2 separate regions of the Oryctolagus cuniculus genome follow, and region 2 is linked to region 1. The links are chromatin contacts, called in public Hi-C maps. All regions are on one chromosome and are shown on one strand. The core of a region is the stretch at or near the end of the contact, and the rest is flanking DNA. Distances in the headings are between cores, read along the strand shown. Region 1 holds the start of SMIM15 (small integral membrane protein 15). Region 2 has its middle 330 kb from the start of ZSWIM6.

Region 1 (5,583 bases), core at 1,860-4,359:
TTTAGTTGTTATTATTGCATAACCATTATACAGTCAAAAAACATACTTTCATTTTACAAAATTAGCATTTTTGACCAAGTATGTGAACATTAAAGAAGAGGAAGGATTTTGTCTGTATGTGTTTGGAATAGTCTAACTTTTTAGGTCTCTAGTTCCTGCTCTGTGGCTTTGGTCTCAGGATTTTAGCATGACGCTCAGTACCTGGCACACAGTAAAGACTCATTAAGTAGCTTTAAAAAAATGCGGGTGGATAGTGAACATGTTTGTATCCTATGCTGGCGTGCCTGAGTTCCACACTCATCGCTGGGTCCTGATTCCAGCTTCCTGTTAATGTAGTCCCTGGGAGGCAGTGGTGGTGGTTCAAGTAAGTGGGTTCCTGCTAACCATATGGGAGACTTGGACTGTGGCCCAGGCTCCTGGCTTTGTACTACCGTCCCCACTATTGTGGGCATCTAGGGAGTGAACCACTGGATGGGAGCTCTGTCTCTCAAATAAATGAACATTTAAAAAATTCTTGACTATCCTCTTTGAAATAGTAATAAAATTAATTCTTTAAAGTCATATAAGTATACCTGAAGTTGGTTTACTCACAAAATGCCCACAATAACTAGGGCTGAGCAGGGCTGAAGCTAGGAACCAGGATTTAATGTTTCTCCTACATGGGTGGTAGAGACTCAAGTACTTCAGCTATCACCTGCTGGCTCCCAGGATACACATTAGCAGGAAGCTAATTCCAAAGTAGAGGTGGGACTGAAACCCATGCACTGCAATACAGGATGCAGGTGTCTTAAGTGCAGCTTAACTCTTGTGCCAAACACTTGCTCCTCACACTTGCCCCTAAATTGGTATTCTGAAAGATAGTTAAGACAGAATAGAAACCTGATTAAGGATCTGTTCAAGGAAGACCTAAAGAAAACTGGCAATGCTGTTTCTTCTAAATATCTTACTATGCTGCTGTTGATGAAGCAAAAGGCAAAAAAATAGCCGAGTCTGTTCAATTTGTAGGTGTGTGGTTTTTTTTTTTTTTTTTTTTTTTTTTTTTTTTTTAATTACAGGCAGAGTGGACAGTTAGAGAAAGAGAGAGAGAGAAAGGTCTTCCTTTTGCTGTTGGTTCACCCTCCAATGGCCGCCGCGCTGATCTGATGGCAGGAGCCAGGTACTTCTCCTGGTCTCCCATGCGGGTGCAGGGCCCAAGGACTTGGGCCATTCTCCACTGCACTCCCTGGCCACAGCAGAGAGCTGGCCTGGAAGAGGAGCAACCGGGACAGAATCCGGCGCCCCGACCGGGACTAGAACCCGGTGTGCCGGCGCCGCAAGGTGGAGGATTAGCCTAGTGAGCCGCGGCGCCGGCCTTAATTTGTAGGTTTTTAAAAGCTGAAAAGCCACTAGAGATCACCCAGTGTGCAGAAGAGGAAACAGGTTCCGAGTGATGCATCAGCAAATTCAGGCTAGTGGTGAGACAGGATCCGTGACCTTCAGCCCCCAAGTTCAGACTCACTGCAGAAAGTAACCCTTGGTAATCGTTCCTGGGCTTGTAGCCTGCTCCGTAACTAGAAGCTAGATCAGTGAAATTCGATTGTTGAAGACACGGGCTAGATTGCAGGCAAGACCTGCCTACAGAGGTTTCCGACTTGTGTGCCTTTTCTTCCTGCCTGGGACTCCTATGCTTTTAACCTGAGATGTACCAGAACAATTCCTGGGAGGAAGTGATTGGAAAAACCGTCTACCCAGGATTCAAACTGGCCTCTGGAAGAAACGGTGTTAAAATAATAAATTCAAAGCCGTTCTTTGATTCACTGCTTGGGTGTTTAAAAAAAATCCAGATAATTCTAGCGAGTAAAGTTTTCAGTGCACACAATCCTGCGACTGAGTCTGCTCTTTCTGGCTACCACAGGTACAGGCGAGGTCTAGGCAGGCAGACTTTGAAACCATCATCCAGGTTTTCAAACAAGAATGAGTAAGACAACTGCTGGTAATACAACATGCAAACATTAACATATGCCCAAGGAACAGTATTTTAGATCGTTACATTATCTGCCAAAAGCCTGTTCCCTGGTAAATAATAGTTACTGTTGTTATACCTAAACTAGTTATACATGTCACAGCTTGCTCCTCAAAGAACATGCTATGGTCTTTCAAGAATAAAAACCTGCTTTGTTTGGCACACAACAGCGAAGAGGTCTTGCAACATTTGCCAGAGGTAATCAAACAGAGCAGCTCCGTGCAAGCAACAGCAAAATCTGGTCACCAACCAAAGCAGAGCTAAGCTTTCAGTTCCTGAAGATCAGAAGACAATATTAACTCACCCTTTCTGCTTGTTGACTTTTGCATCGCTGTATTTGTGTATTGAAAGAACAAGTACCTCTGTGGGAACTCTATGCCCTGGCAGTTTAATTATTTATCAAGTTTACTTTGGACAAGTATCGATCATTCTTTTGTGAAATGAGTGAAGTTCTTAAATTAAAAACAAACAAACAACAGAACGCCGTTCTCACGCGGCATGGCTGCATCGCCCCTTCATGACGAGGTTCAGGAGACCCCTCACGGCTCCGCGGCTGCTTTGTCTGTCTGCTCTACGTGAGGACTTCGCGATCGTCCGGGCCGGTTCTCCACCAGCTCGCCAGCATCCGTCAGGGCACCATCGCCTGGACCCGGCGGCTGGTGAGGGCCGGGGACCATTGCCTCCCCCCCGCCGCTCGGGGTCTGGGGTCTGGGCCTCCCGCGGCCGGAGACCTCACGCCCCCGGGACCCTCCGGCTCTCCGGCTGCAGCAGCAGCGGGTGCTGCTCCCCCGGCCGGCCTCGCGGAAGACCCCATAGTTTCGGACCCGCTCCTGCAGGCCTGAGGCCGCACAGCGCCTGGTCGCACACCCCTTCGCGCCCGGCCGGCGGCCAGCGCGTCGGGCTGCGGTCCCCGCGGGGAGTCCCCGCGCCGCGCGGCCTCACCTGCCGCTCCCCGGAAATCTCGGCGCCGCCGGGCCCTCCCTCCCCTCCGCGTCCTCGAAGTCCAGGTCCCGGGGCCCAGCGAGCCCCCGCGCAGCCGGAACTGGCCGCCGGCCCTCCCCACGCCCAGGTCCCGGCGGGGCCCGTCTGTGGGCGGGACGCGAGGGCCGCGGCTTCCGCCTTCCTGCTTCCGGCCGGGCGGCGCGCGGGGAGCGGGAGTCCGGGCCCCCGGCGCGCGCGGGAGTGGAGCCTGGTGGCGGCCGCTGCCGTGCGGAGCGGAGCGGAGCGGAGCTGGCGTCGCAAGGTGCGGCGGGGTCGACCGCGGGCCCCCGGGCTTGCGGGGCTGTGCGCGCCCCGCCCGGGCCGCGGCGGGTCGAGGAAGCCTGCGTTTTGCAGGCCCGGGGGCAGCGGTGAACGTGGCCCCGAGCGCCCTGGGCCCCGATGGGGTAAGGAAGGAGGAAAGGACAAAGGAGCGAGTGCGGGCGGCGGCCCAGGGCCCCGCACCCCCTTACCTCGTGGGGTGCCTGGCAGGGCTGGTGGCGAGAGGAAGCCCCGCCGACCAGTTTGCGGGGGACGGAGACGAGACAGGCGCCCAGGTCCCAGAGGAGACAGGGGAGATGCGTGTGCGCCTTTTGGACAGTAACTCGTTTCCTTGTGTTCCCAGCTGAAACTTCTGCCCTAAGACGGGTCCTTGACTCCTGCTTCACCCCCCTCTTTATTGCAGAGTTCTTTTGCTTATCTCTGAAACTTGAAGTAGTTAACTCGTCGGCCTGGAGAAAGATCCATCCCAGAAGAGCCTGGTTCGACCGTGTGGCGTAGGAAGTCTGGGCGAAGGTATTTAATGAAGTGGGAGGACACCTGGGTGTGCTCTGGTTGAAAATCGATTTTCGTTGAAAATTAGAAGAAACCATGGAAAGACATGAAAGTGGCAGTTGCCTTGAGGGGATGGGATTGCTGATGAATTTAAGTTTCTTTGGTCTGTCTCTTCCTATAAAGGACCTGAATTGTACACCAGATAACCCTTGCTTGTGCCAGGTGCTTGAGTTGGTAATGATGTACCCAAATCCAGTGAACAATACCGTGTAACTTCTCACTACCAACTTTTTTTTTTTTTTTTTACTGTTAGTGAACGTCATCGATAATTTTATTCTTGAAATAAGTAACTTAAAATACTTGATTTCCAGTAATAGGAATTTCTTAGAGGACATTGGCAGTTGTAGTAAACTCAAATAAAGGCAAGGTATTAAATGCTTATAATTGAGAAGCAATTTTACCTGTCAGTTTTAGGTTGCATATATAGAATTCAGTTTCCATTTAACACTTTATTGCAAGTAGCCTGAAAGTTGCAACTTAAGTGCTTTTTCTTTTCTCAGTTTTCAGCTCATCACCGGCATAGATTTCCCACGTCTCAGAAGCAAGCATACAGTAGAACTAGAGGAGGTGACAAAAACCAAAAACCGAGGGTCATCTGAAATTGTAACTGGCTCACTGATGATCGTTGGGCAAAGTTAAGAGATCACCATTCAAGCATAAGGTAAATGATGATTTTTTGTAATCCAAGCTGAAATCGTAAGTGGCTGTCTGTACACCCATTTCCTACCCAGCTACTCTAATTCTCCATCTTGAATAGGAGTTGACACAAATGTGGGAGGTAGAAAAGCCTTTGGGGCAAAATGGGAAATGGAACTCAAGTCCACACCAGCCTCACTTGCTGGACCCATCTTCCTTACCAACTCAGAAGGGATCAAAATGCAGGGCACCTGCCATCATTGCTCTTCTCGTGGATTAAATTATGTTTATTTCAATGGAGATCTTCAAAGCTCAAAGGGCATAAAATAGCATAAAATAGCACATAACTTTTTGCTTATGCCTTTTGGTATATGAATGTCGATGTTATGGTGGCTCTCTTAGCCTCTCTTCCACTCCTGAAAATGGCTATCCATTGCCTGCTTTTCTGTGAGAGCATTTCACACGATTGATGATTGGTACTTTTGTTAATTAGTACTCAGTAGTACTAAGGATATGTTAATGAATGACAAACAGGATTCAGTTGTTTCCTGGAATGAGCTTGTAAAACTCAAGAAGTTATAAAAGTCTGTAGGAAGCATGTGAGAATGCATACTCTGTATGACAGACTCCAAGTGGCTTTTACTTTTTATCTTCCATAACTTTGTATCTTTTAAGTGTCCCTAATCTGGTTGTCTAGTTGAATTATTTTCCTGGAGCTATTAGTTCTGGTTAAAATAGTACTACTTAGTACTTTAAAAATGAACTAAGGAATCATAATGAAATTCTGAGTTACCTGGTTGTCAGTTTGGTATAACTTTTTTAAAATTTGATTAACCACATAGTCTTTGCCCTGTTGTTGTTTCTCCCCCCTGACCAGTTTTCCTGACTGCTGCCGAGATGTTTGACATAAAGGCCTGGGCTGAGTATGTTGTAGAGTGGGCTGCAAAGGACCCGTATGGCTTCCTTACAACAGTTATCTTGGCCCTCACCCCGCTGTTCCTAGCAAGCGCGGTCCTCTCCTGGAAGCTGGCCAAGATGATTGAAGCCAGGGAGAAGGAGCAAAAGAAGAAACAAAAACGTCAAGAAAATATCGCAAAAGCTAAGCGGCTGAAAAAGGACTGAAGGTATCAACA
Region 2 (5,393 bases), core at 704-3,203, 510 kb before region 1:
TCCCCCCTCCCTCCCTTTCTCCCTCCCTTTCTCTCTTCCTTCCTTCCTTCCTTCCTTCCTTCCTTCCTTCCTTCCTTCCTTCCTTCCTTCCTTCCTTTCCAAGATGTATTTATTTGGAAGTCAGAGTTAGAGAGAGAGAGAGAGAGATGTTCCATTGGCTGGTTCACTCCACATATGCTTACAGCAGTTGAGGCTAGAAGAGGCTCAAGCCAGGAGCCAGGAACTCCATCCAGGTCTCCCACATGGGCGGCAGGAGCGCAGTACTCAGGCCACGTGGGCTGCCTTCCCTCTCTGGCCACAGAGGGCATGGTGGACACACAGTGACCACCTGGCGATGCCTCTGCCGGTGATCACCGTCTGCAGGTGGACACGAGACAGCCACTGCAGGGCCGCACGTGAGAGAGTGGGTTCACCAGACTCCCTCACGTCCCGTCAGGTTCTCTGCTGTTGTCTGTCTCGCCTAACAGCAGGTCCATGGACTCACACACACACACACACACACACACACACAACTCAAGCCAGAATGGGGGGGGGGGGGCGTGTCATAAATGCAGATTCCGGGGCCTCATCTCAGCTACATCAACTCGGCAACTCTGAAACTGGAGCCAGGGACTCTGCACTTAGACATGGCTTTGCCCCCTGGAGTTGAGAACCCCTGAAAACCAGTGCCGCCGCCTCCATTCTCCCAGTCTCCACCGTCCCCTGTCCATGTGCCCAGCATTCCCCTCCGCCCCTCCCCTCTTGAGGCCCGCCCACGGGGACGCTGCTGGGCTGGAGAAAGACCGCCAGGCATTCCAGCCTCTGACGCTGCCCAAGAGCCGGCTCTGCCCTTGCTGGGCCGTGACTGATCCTCGGAGCTCTCACTCGGCTCCCAGAGGCCCTGGCTGACTCACTCAAGACGAACACCGGGCAACCAAATTCAAGCAAAGCGGCTGAATCCACAGCCCCGATTTGGCCAGGACTTACAAACAATAGAGACGGTTGCCATCGCCCCACCTCCCAGGGATGGCGCATGAACCGAAGATGGTCATGACCCTGTAGCTCGCTCAGCTCAGGGCACATTCTCTGAACCCTTCTCATGTGCACAGAATCTGCGTGGCGCCCGTCCTCCCGCGGCGTGGAGAGGCGGCTCTTTTCCCACAAGTAGAGCGATTGCTACCGCGGCTCTAAATCAAGCATAAGAGCAAAAGGTGAGAGGGAGGAGACGGAGGGAGCAGGAGAGAAGAAACAGAGCGAGATGCAGAAAAGCAGGAAGGATTTCAGGTGCTGGATGGACCCAGCTGGCCAGGGTGTGAGATCCGGCCTCGGCGGGGACCGGGCTGCACGCAGCGACAGTCTCTTCTCCGGTCCCACAAGATTGCAAAGGGACGAAGACAGCAATACAAGGGGGCTACAGAAAAGCCACCCCCAAAAAATGGCATTAAAGGGTTAGTTGGTTCATGCACAGTCCTTGCATAAGGAACTTCCTGGGCTGTCGGAAGACTTTGCAAATGGTGAAATGTTTTCCACCCGCAGCGTCTGCTCCTCGTTTGCCACGGAGAAGGGCTGGCCACAGCGCCAGCCAAAGACCGCGGATGCTCAGGCCAGGGGGGAGTTCCCCTCTGCTGTCGCCGTCCACCGTGTTCACCACGTTGCCGCGGCACCTGCCCCCAGCTGCTATTTTCGCAAGACACTGAAAACGAAAAGAGCATGGGCGTCAGTCCGCGCCGACCGCCTGTGGAAGCAGCAGCCGGGCTGAGGCTGAACGCCTCGCACCGAGCTCAGGGTGCACCACGCTCACGTTTATTTTGAGCCCAGCAGGGCCCGAACCACAGCTTCCTTCCTGCCTTCTGCTTGGTCAGCGCGGAAGATCTGCTGCCACAGGCTCGCTGCGCTCCCTCCGGGGCTCTCCCTCTCCTGCTCGGCGGCGTCTAAGAGGCCAACACTCCACGGAGAGACTTCCCCCAGCTCTTGTTGCTGCCTCACCCCTCCTCAGCTCCTTGCGCAGTCCACCAACCAGCGAGCGGGCCTCGCCGCACGGTGCGCGCCTCACCGGGGCCTAGCCACGAGGGGGAGCCAGAGAGCAACGAGGGCCGAAGGCGCCCCCGAAGCAGCCGACTGCCCCGCATGGGCGCGCTCCCCGGAGAAGCATCCTCACTCAGAGTGCCTGGGTGGGTCTCGGTGTTCTCGATCAAGAACGGATGGAAACCAAACAATTAATTTAGAAAGCAGCACACAAGAACCTAAACATTATTTATGTCTCTAATTATCTCATTCTAGTGGGTATTTTAGTCCCTGTCTGGTCAGAACATTAATTATCTTCATAACTACAGCAAAAGTTAAATAATAAGCACCCAAGGCTACTGCACGACTGTAATGTGCAAGCTTAAATGAACTTATAAATTTTATTAATGGATGCTTTATACAACTCCATATATTATAAATCAAACAAGAAACCTATTTCTATCCTTCAAGGGTGTGGCGAAAAAGCTTTAATATTATGGAAGATAATTTTTATTAAGTTTAAAACTCCCCCCCCTTTTTTTTTCAGTAACGAGACTGTTATGAGGATAATTTAATCTAGTTTGTCATGAGGCACCCCGGCTTGTTAAATAAGTTAATAAATGACTGTGCATTAATCAAAGTGACAAAGCTATGAAGAGCTGGGGATGGGAGACAATTCTAGTGATAGTATTAATTAGTATTTAATTAGAAACTTAGGGCCCATAAATAAAAAAAGAAGATCATGGTAGAGACGTTTATGCAAATTGCTTCGAGCCTACAGTGGAGTTAGCTTTGCTTTAAAGAAACATGATTTTTTTTCTTAGCACACTGTACACAGCAGCACTGTGGCCATGTCACGTGGCTTAAAGGAGGCTCTTCTTTTGTCTCCAATTTGTTCCAATTACAGGCCTGTAAATTCAAATCATTCTTTTGACTGTCTTGATTGAAATGTAGAGTTTCCACAATTTCTTCTGGGAGTTCTTTTATTTTCTTTAATAAAAAGGGAGAAATGTTTTAAAGACATGAAAAAAAGAGTTTTGGATTTTTTTTTTTACTGCTCTTTTAGTTAGCAGCCATGCCACCGTTTTCTGAGAACAATTGTGGACTGCATTTGGGACACAAATGACGCCTCCTTCTCTAATCCTAGCGTGCTCTAACTGTGTCTTGTTAGGTGATGTTATATCGAAGACTGCATCGCCTCAACAGCCGTCATTTCTATGATAACCACAGCACTTTCACCTTTTCTCCCAATAACATGGTTTGATAAATGGGCAATTTTTGATGGCCCAAAAGGATAATAACCATTTGGTTACAAACGCCACCGCTTTCCTGGGGTACAAGCCCCACCTCTACAGACCTGATTATTTGTTGCATTTATTCCAGAAAGGTTATCCCCAGGAAAACTGCCTTTTCTATTCAACAGTCTATCTCTGTCATGGCTCATTTATGTGTGAGTGTGACGGACTGAAGCCCATATTCTTCACAGCTGACACGTGTCAGGGCGACAGTTCAATCAGCCTTGCCTTGCCGTGGCGCCCAGGGCCCCGTGTTTGAAGTCGGACAATAAGGCAGGCAGCACAATCAAGGCAAACTGATCCAAGCCCTGATGTTAAGGGGATTCTGCCTAATAACACGGGGCGGGCTGCTGGCTTGTTGTGGTTTCTCCTCTCCAAATACATTAGTCCTTAGCCAGCGACGTGGCCCTTAAGAAAAGCTGTGACTGACATGAAAACGCTGAAGTTTTCCTGTGGTTGGTTTATCCAGAACCTCATGGGGCTGCTGCTTTGTGCAGGCTGGTTTTTGTCCAAGTCAGAAAACTAATGTATTCCGCGTCTGATCACTTTTAGGGAGCTATGTGAATGGGATTTTAAGGCAAACGTCCTGATGTTGACACTGGAATCAGTTCCTTGTCCCTTTGTTTTACATCTGTGGGATAGATCATTTGCATCGGCGTAATAAAATTAAATCCTCCAGCAAGGCCCCACCAGCAGCCGCGTCAGCACTGCCAGCTGTGTTTCTTGGGGTTACGTCTCTCTAGAACGCGGGCGATAATGCAAACATATCTTCCAAATAAAACTCCTTCGGCCTGGGTACCTCGCAGACTCAAACGTTGATTAAAGCAATTCACGGCGAATCCCGGTGATCCAGAGCAGAGCCAAAGTCGATAAGATGCTAATGACCCTCAGTCCCCTCCTGGCCCGAGCTCCTCCGCAGCCTGGAAGCCACTCTCGGCGTACAAGAGCGCCCTTCGGAGGGGACTCACCCCTTTGGAAGCGGTCAGAACACTACGTGCCTCCAGTGGAGAGTAAGCCAAAGACCCCCTTGAAGGCCCAGAGAAGCCCCATCCAGCTTCCCTACTTGGTGGATGAGGCTCAGACGCACTGTGTGACTTCCAAGGTCAAAGAGCTCATGAGCAGTGGTGGCAGGACAATGTGACCAACGATGACAAAATTCTCTGTGTCCCGCGGCTCTTCCTCGGGCTCTAACAAGGCAGGGCCGAGTGAGTGTGGAAGGCCGATGAAAAGCAGAAGCCAGGAATCCGACTATGAGTCACGATGCCAGGAGCTCCGAGCGTGACTTACGCCAACTCCCACTGTGCAGACAGTTCAGGAAGTTGTGAGAAGTGTGTCCTCTGGGCGCTGGTTAGTCCCTGTCCACACCGCTTGACCCCAGCTCAGCCCGTGACCCACACCCTCTGCCCAGCTCTGGCCCTCAGTGGGGCCTGCAGCACTGGTCAATGAGAGGGAAGCCCCTCCCCACTTCAGTGTTTGGTCCCACATCTCTGAAGAGGCCGGCTTCCTCTTTCAGGCTCCGGCTGTCATGGGCCCCATCACTCCCCTTGGCTCCTAGCCCCAAGGGCTAACAGCTCCCGAGGATGCTAAACTCTGGGCCTTGGCGTCTCATGTATGCTCCTAGCCCTGTGCATACTTCTTTTATTTATTTATTTATTTATTTATTTATTTATTTATTTTTGACAGGCAGAGTGGACAGAGAGAGAGAGACAGAGAGAAAGGTCTTCCTTTTGCCATTGGTTCACCCTCCAATGGCCGCCGCGGCCGGCGCGCTGCGGCTGGCGCACCGCGCTGATCCGATGGCAGGAGCCAGGTGCTTCTCCTGGTCTCCCATGGGGTGCAGGGCCCAAGCACTTGGGCCATCCTCCACTGCACTCCCTGGCCACAGCAGAGAGCTGGCCTGGAAGCATGCTTGTGTGCATTAGCCTCCATCACAGTCCGCTGACTGCTGGGCCCCTGCCTGACAGATGCAACTATTTGGGTTCTTAGCTGGTTTTTCTACCTCCGGTCCAGTATTTCCTGACATATTTTGGAATCCCAGGATGAGTGCTATGGACTAGCTTCCCAGAAAGAAATTCACCTGCACACACACACACACACACACACACACATACTTGC

Evidence for each region. A called contact is a pair of places that touch in the nucleus more often than the background predicts.
Region 2: a contact with region 1 is called in a Hi-C map of an unstated tissue, with 3 times the contacts expected there. The contact joins the enhancer-like site here to the promoter of SMIM15 in region 1. A contact is called at or near these places in 2 of 6 Hi-C or Micro-C datasets (ear pinna and an unstated tissue).

What each region holds. Positions count from the first base shown.
Region 1 is chr14:82,008,887-82,014,469 of mOryCun1.1, reverse strand. It overlaps SMIM15 (small integral membrane protein 15), which reads left to right and starts at 3,109. Exons shown (of 4, transcript XM_070056740.1): 1 at 3,109-3,245; 2 at 3,666-3,775; 3 at 4,322-4,475; 4 at 5,328-5,583. The coding sequence starts at 5,348. The coding sequence ends at 5,572. All of the region lies in intron 3 of NDUFAF2 (NADH:ubiquinone oxidoreductase complex assembly factor 2), which reads right to left.
Region 2 is chr14:82,515,636-82,521,028 of mOryCun1.1, reverse strand. No RefSeq gene overlaps it. Among named protein-coding and RNA genes, the nearest start is that of ZSWIM6, 330 kb to the right of the region's middle. Within about 2 kb of position 1,953, at least 1 of the 8 cell types and tissues checked has an H3K27ac peak or open chromatin away from gene starts, as enhancers often do.